3 separate regions of the Mus musculus genome follow, and regions 2 and 3 are each linked to region 1. Evidence: chromatin contacts called from public Hi-C and promoter capture Hi-C data. All regions are on one chromosome and are shown on one strand. Each heading gives the region's core, a stretch centred on a gene start, on an enhancer-like site or on the middle of the called end of the contact. The rest is flanking DNA. Distances are from core to core; before and after follow the strand shown. Region 1 holds the start of Plekhg2 (pleckstrin homology domain containing, family G (with RhoGef domain) member 2). Region 2 holds the start of Pafah1b3 (platelet-activating factor acetylhydrolase, isoform 1b, subunit 3). Region 3 holds the start of Arhgef1 (Rho guanine nucleotide exchange factor (GEF) 1).

Region 1 (3,820 bases), core at 1,278-3,777:
GATGGCTCAGTGGTTAAGAGCACTGACTGCTCTTCCAGAGGTCCCGAGTTCAATTCCCAGTAACCACATGGTGGCTCACAACCACAGCAATGGGAATCTGATGTGTCTGAGGACAGTGACAGTATACTCATAAACAAAATAAAGAAAAAAAAGAATAATTAAAAAAAAAGTCTCTCGTTAGCCGGTCGTGGTGGCGCGCTTGGGAGGCAGAGGCAAGCAAATTTCTGAGTTCCAGGCCAGACTGAGTTCCAGGACTGCCAAGGCTACACAGAGAAACCCTGTCTCGAAAACTTAAAAAAAAAAAAAAAAGTCTCATGTTCCACGTGCACACACACACACACACACACACACACCACACACACACACACACTCACTCACTCACTCACTCACCATGGGCTGGGGGTGTAGCTAAGTACAGAGTGCCTGCTCAGCGTCTGCAAAACCCTGGTCTAGCCCGGCAGTAGTGACCTTTAATCCCAGCACTTGGGAGGCAGAGGCAGGCAGATTTCTGAGTTCGAGGCCAGCCTGGTCTATAGAGTGAGTTCCAGGACAGCCAGGGCTCAGGGCTATACAGAGAAACCCTGTCTCAAAAAACCAAGAACAAACAAACAAACAAAAAACCCACCACCAACAACAAAAAAATCCTGGTCTAAGTATATAACCTCTCCAGGTCCTGGACAGATGGCTGAGAGATTAAGAGAATGGGCTTGCTTCTCTTGCAAAGAACCCACATGACAGGTGACAACTCCAATTTCACAGGATCCAGAGTCCTCTCCTGGCCTCCTTGGACACTAGGAATGCTGTGACACCAGCCCCTTAGACCTGCTCCGGAGACACAGCCAAGACTACAGCTCACTCCAGCCTCCAGGGCCCTCTCATCGAAAGCCCACCTTACTAGTATCCAGTTCTAAAAGGACCTGTGTAGTAAGTTGCTCCCGGAAGCTTGTTAGAACACCAGAGGCAAATCACAAAGGTCAAAATCCTCACCACAGCCAACAGCCTGCATCTCCACACCCCCACCTCTTCTCACCTGCTCCACGAACACACCCATCTTCAGCCTTAGAGTGTTATCTGGAACATCTCTCTGGTGTTCCCATGGCTCCTTCCCCTCCTCCAGGTGTCTGTCTGTTCAAAGATCTCCCCTGGGGCCGGAGAGATGGATCAGCAGTTAAGAACACTGGCGGCTCTGACAGAGCACCTGGTTTGATTCCCTGCACCATAACCCTCTGAAACTGCAGTTCCAGGGGATCTGCCGCCCTCCTCCAGTCTCTTTGGACACCAAGCATGAACATGGTACACAGACACACTTGCAGGCCAAACACCCATACACATAAAATAAAAACAGTCCATCCATGACAGCTATGATAATCTGCATCCCACCCTACTTATCCATACTTATCAGTAGCTAATCTAACGATACAGTTACACTCCCAGATGGTGAGGGAGCCAGGAGTTTAGGCCAGTCTGGGTAACATAGGGAAAGTCAAATTTTAAAAAAAAGTACTTAATTCGTAGACTTTCAGTACTCAGTCTCCTTAGTAAAAAGTCAAGTCCTCAGAGACAGAGGATACAGTTCCTAGTGAGTGGTCAGTAAAAAAAAAAAAAAAAAAAAAAAAAATCTGTTCAGAAACCTGTAGAAGACAAATATCCATAAAGAGTGTGTTGTAAGCATCCATCCATCCCTGGGATCTGAGATTTGGATTTTATCTGACGCCCAGGCCATCTAATAAGAGACGTTATTGCCCTCTGGCGACCAGAATAGAAACTGCAACTTTGGGACTGTTCCACAGACCATTGCAAAAAATTCACAAAGAAATGTTCATTCTTCAAAAATTCTGTAGTTTCCGGGTACAGTGACGCACGTCTTTAATACCAGTACTAGGGAGGCAGAGGCAGAGGCAGAGGCAGTGGCAGGCGCTCTCTGTGAGTTCGAGGCCAGCCCGGTCTACATAATGACTTCCAGACCAGCCAGAGAGTTACATGGTGAGACCCTGTCTCAAACAAGCCAAAACATTTGATTGAAATTATAAAATGTGAAGACTTCTAAACTGATGAGAGAACACCAGAAAAGAGGTAGATGAGTTAAAAAAAGAAGTGCTCCAGGTGAGGATCGAACTCACAACCTCGGCATCGCTTACGCCTAGCACTGACATATAAGTACCGCGCGCTAACCGATTGCGCCACTGGAGCTCCGGCCGCACCCTCGCGCCACAAAGTCCTTCAGTCAGTTGTAGTCGCAGGACTTTGTTGAACGGCTCGGCCCAACATTGCATATGCAAATATAAAGCCCGCCGATCGACCAATAAGAACAAGAGTGTGAGACTATTCCAGATTCTCACGCCTCCTGGGCCCTTGCTGTAAAAGGTAAAAAGTCCTCCCGGCTCTAGGCTCTTGGAATGTGGGCGGTGACTCGCCGTTGGAACCGCTTGCTTGCAATTATTCAGAGTAGGGGGCGGGGATTTTAAAAGCCTTTACGGGAGGGCGTGCCGGAAGGCGGCCCCTCCCCCCAGCAGGCGGGAACAGGATGTGAGCCGCGGCGGCGGCAAAGGGGAGGAGAAGCCTTGGGCGGCCGCCCCCCGCCCCACATCTGGGACCCGACTCTCCCCGCCCCAGATGCGGCGTTGCCGCTGCCCCCAGAGCCCCAGGACACTCATCCCGGAGCCCGAGGCGTTCATAGTCTTGGGCCCAGGCGTCCGGGAACTCTGTCCCGCGTTTTAAGAGACCCGCAAGTCCCGGCTCCCGCAGAGGGGCCGGGACCTCTGATGTCCAGCGCCCCCTCCTGGAGGAGCCCGGGGCTCGGGAAGTCAGCCCCGAGGCTGGAGGCCCGTCCCGTACCCGGCTTCGAAGACCGTAGGATCTGTGGCCGTGCATCCTTCCCACGGGGTCCCAACTCTGAGTCCAAGACCCCCTCCTGGAGCCACTTGGGGACAGGACCTCGCGCCTCGACTTAGGGCTGCAGCATCCATCACCTCCAGGAGACCGAGGAGTTAGCCAGTCCTTGCGGTCCCTCCCGGAGGTGACTTCACTCCTGCCCCTCGGGTTCTGGAAACTCTGGAATCCCGGTGCTCCCGACAACACACAGCCCTACCTAGAAGACTGAGGAGTTTGGGTCCCCAGCGCCCTGGTCTGAGACTCGAGTAGAGGGTTGCAGCATCTTCTATTTAGAACACCGAGACTTCGGACTCCGGATCCCAACTCTCCCCGGATTCTGGAGTCCGAGAACCCCAAGTTCACGACCTTAAGTCTGGGTTGTGAGCCTCCCCAGGGATCGCGCGTTACGGTCCAGACGCGCGGGACTCCCGACCCCAAGGCCCGTGGCTCCCCGGGAGGTGAGGGGAGCGAGGGGCCCGGGGCTGGGGGAGGGGGCGGCGCCGAAGCGGAACAATGAGGGGGCGTGCCGGCGGGGGGTAGCGGAGGCGCCGGCTGGAGTTGGGGGCTGCAACTGCACAGGGGAGAATCCAACGGTGGGGACCGCGGTTGGGGCGCCGAGGGACCGACTGGAGCTGGGTGGAGGACTCGGGGCCAGCGCCCCAGTACGCCGTCTTGGGCGGGGTAAGGAACAGTCTGTAGGACCCTGGCATCCGGTCCCCCAGCCTCCGCCCTCCCCTGGGACCCCGCGGCCTCTCCCGCCCACGGTTTTTCCCAGCCCTGCCCCTCGCCCTCAGCTTCAGCCTGAGCCTGAGAGTTCCCAGGATCCCTGAGCCTTGGGAGGGGGGCCCCCAGACAGATGGGACTTGCAGACTCAGGCACTTTTGCTGTCTTCGTTCTTTGTCTCAACCTTTTTCCATCTTTGGCTTGTATTCTCAGCCCCTTCTTCCTG
Region 2 (3,708 bases), core at 960-3,459, 3.1 Mb after region 1:
TCCTGCCAGATGGTGGTGGCACATTCCTTTAATCTCAGCATTCAGTAGAGAGAGAGAGGCAGGTGGCTCTCTGTGAGTTCAAGGTCAGCCTGATCTACAGAATAAACTCTAGGACAGCCAGGGCTACACAAAGAAAAAACAAACAAACAAACAAAATAAGTACACCTAGCTTATTAGTATGCAAATGTGCTTTTGTTTTTAATAAATGGTAAAATTATATCTGCACAAAAGAATTGTTCTAAGTCCTTTTCTTTATAGTAGTATCAGGGAATATTAGATGTAAATATACCCATATTATACACCCATAAGCCCAGGGTAATATAAAAACTATTCAGTCTAGCATCTGGAGAGACAGCTCCCTGGTTAAGGGACTGAGTTCAGTTCTTGCATCCACACAGGGCCGCTCACAGTTGCCTTTGACTCCAGCTTTAGGAGATCTGACACCCGGTTCTGACTTCTGCAGTCACCTGCCTTCAAATGCACATATAATCTTACAAAGATATAAACACACACACACACACACACACACACACACTCAAATTCACACACAACCACACACTCACACACAGCTTTCTTGGGCTGGAATGGTTGAGCACACCTTTATTGCCATCACTAGGGTAGATTTGGCTAGTCTGGTCTACACAATGAGTTCTGGGTAGCCTAAGCTACATAGTAAGACCTCCTATTTAGAAAGAAAAAAATCAAAACCAAAAACTTTCTCAGGCAAAAGTGGGGCTCAAGTAGAAAAAGTTGAGGAAGCCCTGTTCACCATGGTAGAGGCTGGAGGATGGTGAGTTTAAAGTCATCTCATACATGAGACCGTACCTCCAAACAAGCACACAGGAAAGAAGTTCTGTTCTAGAGAAACACAAAGCCTCAGAGTCCCGGGCCTTTCTCAGTCATGTCTGAGTCTCTCTCTCCAACACATGGATGGAGATAGCCAGGATCTGACCATTAATGTAACTAATATCATTCTGCAAGCACTGCACTTGTTTAGTAATAACTTCATGCCAGGTCCAGATTAGGGAAAGAGATTGAGACAGAATGTGAACACAATAAATAAAACTCTTCACTACTTTAGTATCAAGCCAACAAGAAGGAATGGATAGGTTTGAAAGTTCAGTCGCTAGGTGGGGCTGCCAGAAAACAACTAGGCCATTTAGGGGTGAGGGAGACCCTGGGCATCTGAGAAAACACTGCGATTTGGGGTTTAGTTTGAGCCAGGGAAAGAAAGAAGATGATAGAAAGTGGCCTTGGCTACAGACATGGGATTTGGAGTCCAGAGCCACCCACCTGAAGTTGATGATGGAACTTTGTATCTAGAGAGAGGAACAGAGGCCTAGGAGGTGCAAGGTGATCTGCAGGACGGATGCCAAGTTGGACCTGGGCTGGGCCTTGCAGCCATCTCCAATTTCTGATCTTTCTGCACCTCTTTCACATAGATCTGATGGTGCCTCTGAGGCATGAAGATATGCATTTGAGATTTTATACCACTAAAAAACTAATGTTGAAGCTGGGTCTAGTGGCACATACCTATAATACCACCACTCTACAGGCCAGCTTGGTCTACAAAGCAAGTCCAGGACAGCCAGGGAGGGCTCTGTCATACAGAAAAACCCTACCTTAAAAACCCTACCTTAAAAAAGACACACACACACACACACACACACACACACACACACGTATATACATATACATAACAAATAAATAATAAATAACAATAACAAAGCCTTAGTGTTGGGCTTGGCCTGGTGGCACACAGCTTTAATCTTAGCACTCAGGAGTCAGAGGTAGGTAGATCTCTGTGAATTCAAGGCCTGCCTGCTGTTTATAGCAAGTTCCATGAGAGCTAAAGTTACAGAGTGAAATCTCATCTCAAAAGAAAACAGAAAGTTTTAAATAGGGAAGTCCCCTCAAAGCCACTCTGGTGCTGCCTCCACCAGCTTCACTTCTTTTTGTTTTTGTTTTCAAGACGGGAGTTTCTCTGTGTAGCCTTGGCTGTCCTAGAACTCTGTTGACCAGCCTGTCCTCGAACTAGTACATCCACCTGTCTCTGGCTCCCTCCAGTGCTGGGATTAAAGGCGTGTGCCACCACCGCCCAGTTTGGCTAGCTTCCTTTCAAATCCCTACACCAGTAAGAAATGGGAGCGTCCCTTCCCAGGTGTCTAAGAGCCACCCCCTCCGCGGATCTAGGAATGAGCTCGTCCACTCCCTCTCCTATGTGAATGGGTTACACACACACACACACACCCCCGTAGGTGGTCTCTTCCGGAGTTTTCTGGCCCTGCAGCAAATGATTTCCTCCTCGGACGGAGGGCGCTAGATTGTCCCTGGTCCCTGTCGGCTTTACAGGTACCCTGCCCCTTTCCGTCCACTCTGGGTTGTGTCTCTCTTGTCTGCGCCCCCTCTTCCCCTGCCACGAGTGCCGCTTGGTCTCGCCTGCCCCTCCCCCCTGCGTTGGGCCCCCGTGGCCGCAAGGGGTCCCGGCGGGAAGCGGCAGACGAGCCCACTTTGCGGCCTCCATCGGGGGAGGGGAGCGAGGATTCCTTCCTACGTGACGGTTTCTAGTCTGCGAAAGGAGGCGGCGTCTGGGCTCGGCCTTCGCCCTACGCGCGAGCGAGCGCGGCAGGACGGTCCATTGTGTTGGCCCGAGAGGTAGGGGTGGGCGTGGCGGATCCACGTCCTCGCGGAGCTTTCCCGGGCGGACTCCACTCTCATCCCCAGGGGGCTGCGGTGCTGAGGATGAGTGGGGAAGGGGAGAACCCGGCCAGCAAGCCCACGCCTGTGCAAGACGTGCAGGGTGACGGGCGCTGGATGTCTCTGGTGAGTGACCGCGCGTGGTCCCCAGGGTTAGGGGCTTGGGGGGCGTGTATGTCTATAGAACTGCTTCGTGACATCCTCCTCCTCACCTAGGTGGGCAGCCTGGTTTGGGTTGTTTGGGGTTGTTCCGCCTGAGGCAGCGGGGTGGGGCGGGGCCTGGAGCGTGCGTGCCTTTGACTCTTTCTGGCTTTCTCTGCAGCACCATCGGTTTGTAGCGGACAGCAAAGACAAGGAACCCGAAGTAGTCTTTATCGGGGACTCCTTGGTTCAGCTAATGCACCAATGTGAGGTGAGGGTCCACCCGTTTCCTCCTTCCTCATCCAGGCATGCACCCTCACTGGCACTTCAAGCCCAGAACCTGATAAGACAAGATAAGGGGTACAGAAATGCCCGTGGTAGCAGGAATCTAAGAACCCCATGTACATGTCTGCTGAGAATGAAGTGTGTGCCCTGAGTTTGTCGGGTTGGGTTTGTCTCTGTCGAGTTAAATTGAGGCGTTCCTTCAAGATTGTGTCAGGTGAGGGCTTTTCATTGTTTGTTTAAGGTGGGGCACAGCCCCTGTTGGGTTTACTCGAAGTTGTAATAGCTTTACAGAAAGTGAAGGTTGATTGTAATGGTATTCTGCAAAGACTTTATCAGTAATAAAGTCCCTAAGACGTTTAGCTACAATGGCTTTCCCCCCCACCCCACAATGAGGTTCAGTTGTATTGCCATTAGCTCTGTGTATACTTAAAGCAGACAGGATCTTCATAAAATGAACGTAACTTCTGTGAATTTTGGTTAAAGTGAAGCAGTAATAAGTTCCATGATTCCGGATTTGGTCAAGCTGAGATTTAACCGGACCTTGTCCATAAAGTAAGGCTAATCCATAATGATATGTCCATAATG
Region 3 (3,513 bases), core at 947-3,446, 3.5 Mb after region 1:
CAAAATGAAGCAACTGACAAAGTCCACTACTGTCCGGCAGAGGGAGCATTTTGCACTTGAGGCTCTGGAGGTGGGGTGGACAGGGGAAGTCAGGGCAGGTTTAGGTCTATGCAGTGTGTGTGTGTGTGTGTGTGTGTGTGTGTGTGTGTGTGTATGTGTGTGTGTGTGTGTGGGGGGGTCCTGAAGAAGTAAACACATAAAGGCGCCTGGGTCCTAAGGGCTCACATTCAACAAGCCTTTGGACTGGATTATTTAGGTCTCCAAGAACTTCTGGGAGCCTTGAAAAAAACTACGAGGGCCCTGGAATGTATACAACCCCACATTCTATTTGACATATAGTGGGCCTCAAGAATCCAGAGAGATGGTGATTCTAAAGGGAAAACTAATGGTTTATGGGACCTCGATAGTGGTGTGTGGTGGGTTCTGTAGGGCCCTGCCTTGATCTATGAGAAGCCTATGCTTATGTTAAAAGCCAGGTCTCCGTGAAAGGCTTCCTGAAACCTGGAAGGTATGTGAGCTCTTATTGACCTATGTAACGTGGCGGGTCTTCACGAGCCCTAAATCTTACGTGGGACGTGGCTGATCTACAACAGGCGCTCACTAATTCTGCAGCGGTGGTGGTGTGGGTGGCAGGGAAGACGTGTGGGGTCAGGTTTCACGGCAACCAAGGGCTGCCTATCTCACCTGTCGGATGGGAAGAGAAGCAAGCCACTGCAGCCTCAGGAACCGAAGCCTCCGCGCTCGAGCTCCAGGTTCCCCCACCCGTGCCGCAGAGTCGCTCTAGCCGAGCCAGAGGCCGCCTTTGCGTCCAGCTCCACTCCTCCCTCCGGCCGCTCTAGCCCGCCTCCTACCGCTCTCCGGCCTCGGCAACTCCACTCCTCCTGCCGGCGGGTATCGCAATACACGGCGCCACGCTGGCCCGATAGGGCCGCTCTGGTCTGCCTTGGAGGACCCTTGTTTCCGTATTTCGACTGCCCCTGTCACTCTCCTGGGCCCCGCCCCCTTAGCAGGAGTGGTGCATGGTTCCATTGCCTGGTTAGGGCTCAATCTCGGAGAAACTTCAAGTCGCTCAGGTCCTAAGCACCTATCGGGACCTCACATGAGCTCTACCTCCCCAACTCGGACCTATTAAATTCCAAATGCTTGTATACCCTCTGTCACCACTGTCAACTCCTCCCGCTGTAATTGGAAAGAAAAAACAAAACAAAAACAGAACCCCCTCACATAGATAGACACACACACACACACACACACACACACACACACACAAACAAAAGCATAAAACACTCATGCGCTCGAGCATATATTTTCTTCTGATAGACTAACCTGCAAAATGCAATGACTTCCCTTTAGGCCTCAGTCTTCCCATCTGTTCAATGAGGATATGTTTCCGGTTCTCTCCCCTACAGCCATCTCCCAGAGTATAATTAATACCACAGAGAGGGTAAGGAAAAAAGCTTTCTGAGACGTGTTTAACGCTCTGTAAGTCTCGGCTTTAAAATGTACTGCAGAGATATTTGTTTATTTTAGGGAGCTCTAATCAAGCATCCATGATCGCAGGGACAGCTCTTTACAGGAAACAGCTTTGAGTTCAAGTCCCAGATGCTCTGTCCCTACGACAAGGCAGTCCGACTCCCTGGGCCTCAGTTTCCCTGCTGATAAATGAGTGTTATCGTTCTTCGCTGGGAGCCTGGATCTCTACCTACTTGTGCTCTCGACAAGTGCTCTCTCTCTCTCTCTCTCTCTCTCTCTGTTTTGTTTTGTTTTTTTTTTTTTTTTTCTTTTGAGGCAGGTTCATGCTAGGTCGCCCAAGCTAACCTCGAACTCATGGCAATCCTCCTGTCTCTGCTTCCCAACTCCTGGGATGACAGGCGGGCGCCAACGCGCCGGGTTTTCTCTTTGCTCTCTTTGACAGATGAGAAAACCGAGGCCAGAGAAAGGCGGCTGCAGGTTCACTGGGCGCACCCTGGGAGGCCCTCCGCGCCCGGTCCCCTCCCTGCTCCTCCCTGCGGCGGCTGGAGGAGGAGGCCGGGCGGGGCCAGGGACAGTGTACCTGGTGTCCGCGCGGGGAGGTGACCGGCGAGGCGCCCGAGGTCGGGCTCGGGGATCCCGGGCCCGGTGTCCCGACTCCGGCTTCCTGGCTCTGGCGGGCAGGAAGTCGGGGCGTTTTTCCGGAGCCCCCGCCCGCCGCCCCTCCCCGCTTCCTGCCCGCGCCCCGTGCCCGCCCGGCACCTCGGCTTCCTTCCCCTTCTCGCCGCCCGCGCGGCTCCTCCTTTCCCCGCGGGCGCGTCCCCACCCGGCCCCGCCCGGCTCCCCTTCGCCTTTGTCCGCCTCCGCCGCCCTCCCTGCTGTTGCCCAGCTCCTGCCCTGGCCCTTACTCTCTCTTTCTCTTAGTTTGCGACAAGGGCTCCCTATGTAGCCCTGGCTGGCCTCGAACTTGTTGTGTAAGGCGGGCTGGATTCGAACTCAGGTGTCTCTGCTTCTGGAGTAGAGAGATTAAAGCTAAAGGTGCGCGCCACCACCCTGATCTCTTTTTCGAAGCTCGAAGGCCTTCCTGCCCACAAGGTCAGGGGCCCATCCAGGCACTCCTTGCTTTCTGGCCTCTGTTGCTTCTCCCTGCTGCAGCTCCTCTGTGCCTTGATCACGCTGGGCCCATTTCTTGCTGTTGGCTGTCTCTCTCATGCTCTGAGATTTCAGGCTTTGTCCTTTCCTCAACTGTTATTATCAGGCCAGCCAGTTTGTGTCTGCTTCTTCCTTTGGCTATTTATCTCTGCATCCTTGTCTCTGGGGATCCCACTGAGTCTCCTCTTGGCCTCCTGTCTTTTAACAACCTGAGTCTGCTCTTCCCATCCCAATGACTGTCACACCACTCTAGCTCTCTCTGTCATCCCCCTCCCCCCGGTTCTTGACAGAAACTCTCCAAATCTGCCTTATGCAAGTGAACCCATGAGGGAATTAGGCCCCACTCCAGAAAATAATATCTTGTGTTCTCAGAGTTTAAATATAGGTAAAAATTTGGTAACACCCGGGCTGGTTCCCCCTTGCTTTGGGACATGAGGAGGGTGAGGCCCTATAAGGGAGATAAACCAGCATTTCAATTGGGGTGGGGACTTCCCCAAGAGACTTCCTGTTATTTTGGGGGGAGGGGGTTGGGGAAGACAGACAGCAAGAACTGTCTGGTCCCAGATCTCAGAAGTGGTCAGGTGAGAACTTGAACCTAGAATCCTGGGTCTGAGGGGGGAGGGGACTTGGGTTTTCTGCTCCTGGTTCCCTGGCAGTGTTGAGGAGCAGTCTACATGAGATCCATGACTCCTGCCAAGGGCTGCTTTGGGAAGGATTTATTATCACTTAAGTGGCCATGACAGATCTGGGAGGAGGGGGGGTGACACTAACGAGGCTGCTGTAATCAGCTCCCCTAGAGGCAGCGATTAAGGGCTCATTACCCACTAGAGAGGGAGCTGGACTTGGGGAAGGACAAGATTAGGTGGGAGAATAGGGTGGGGCAGCCTGGAG

The links. Promoter capture Hi-C pulls out the DNA fragments that hold promoters and counts their contacts. A called contact is a pair of places that touch in the nucleus more often than the background predicts.
Region 2: a contact with region 1 is called in a promoter capture Hi-C map of pre-B cells. The contact joins the promoter of Pafah1b3 here to the promoter of Plekhg2 in region 1. A contact is called at or near these places in 2 of 39 promoter capture datasets (cranial neural crest and pre-B cells) and 2 of 484 Hi-C or Micro-C datasets (muscle stem cells and uterus).
Region 3: a Hi-C map of CD8 T cells shows a contact between it and region 1, with 3 times the contacts expected there. The contact joins the promoter of Arhgef1 here to the promoter of Plekhg2 in region 1. A contact is called at or near these places in 1 of 39 promoter capture datasets (pre-B cells) and 3 of 484 Hi-C or Micro-C datasets (B cells, CD4 T cells and CD8 T cells).

Annotation. Positions count from the first base shown.
Region 1 is chr7:28,371,369-28,375,188 of GRCm38.p6, reverse strand. Plekhg2 (pleckstrin homology domain containing, family G (with RhoGef domain) member 2) reads left to right here and starts at 2,527. Exons shown (of 19, transcript NM_138752.2): 1 at 2,527-3,329. It overlaps n-TIaat16 (a tRNA gene), which reads right to left and starts at 2,190; the gene lies at 2,096-2,190.
Region 2 is chr7:25,296,487-25,300,194 of GRCm38.p6, reverse strand. Pafah1b3 (platelet-activating factor acetylhydrolase, isoform 1b, subunit 3) reads left to right here and starts at 2,209. Exons shown (of 5, transcript NM_001357350.1): 1 at 2,209-2,823; 2 at 3,020-3,109. The coding sequence starts at 2,743.
Region 3 is chr7:24,901,669-24,905,181 of GRCm38.p6, reverse strand. Arhgef1 (Rho guanine nucleotide exchange factor (GEF) 1) reads right to left here and starts at 2,196. Exons shown (of 30, transcript NM_001130151.1): 1 at 2,054-2,196. It overlaps Cd79a (CD79A antigen (immunoglobulin-associated alpha)), which reads right to left. Exons shown (of 5, transcript NM_007655.4): 5 at 3,324-3,513.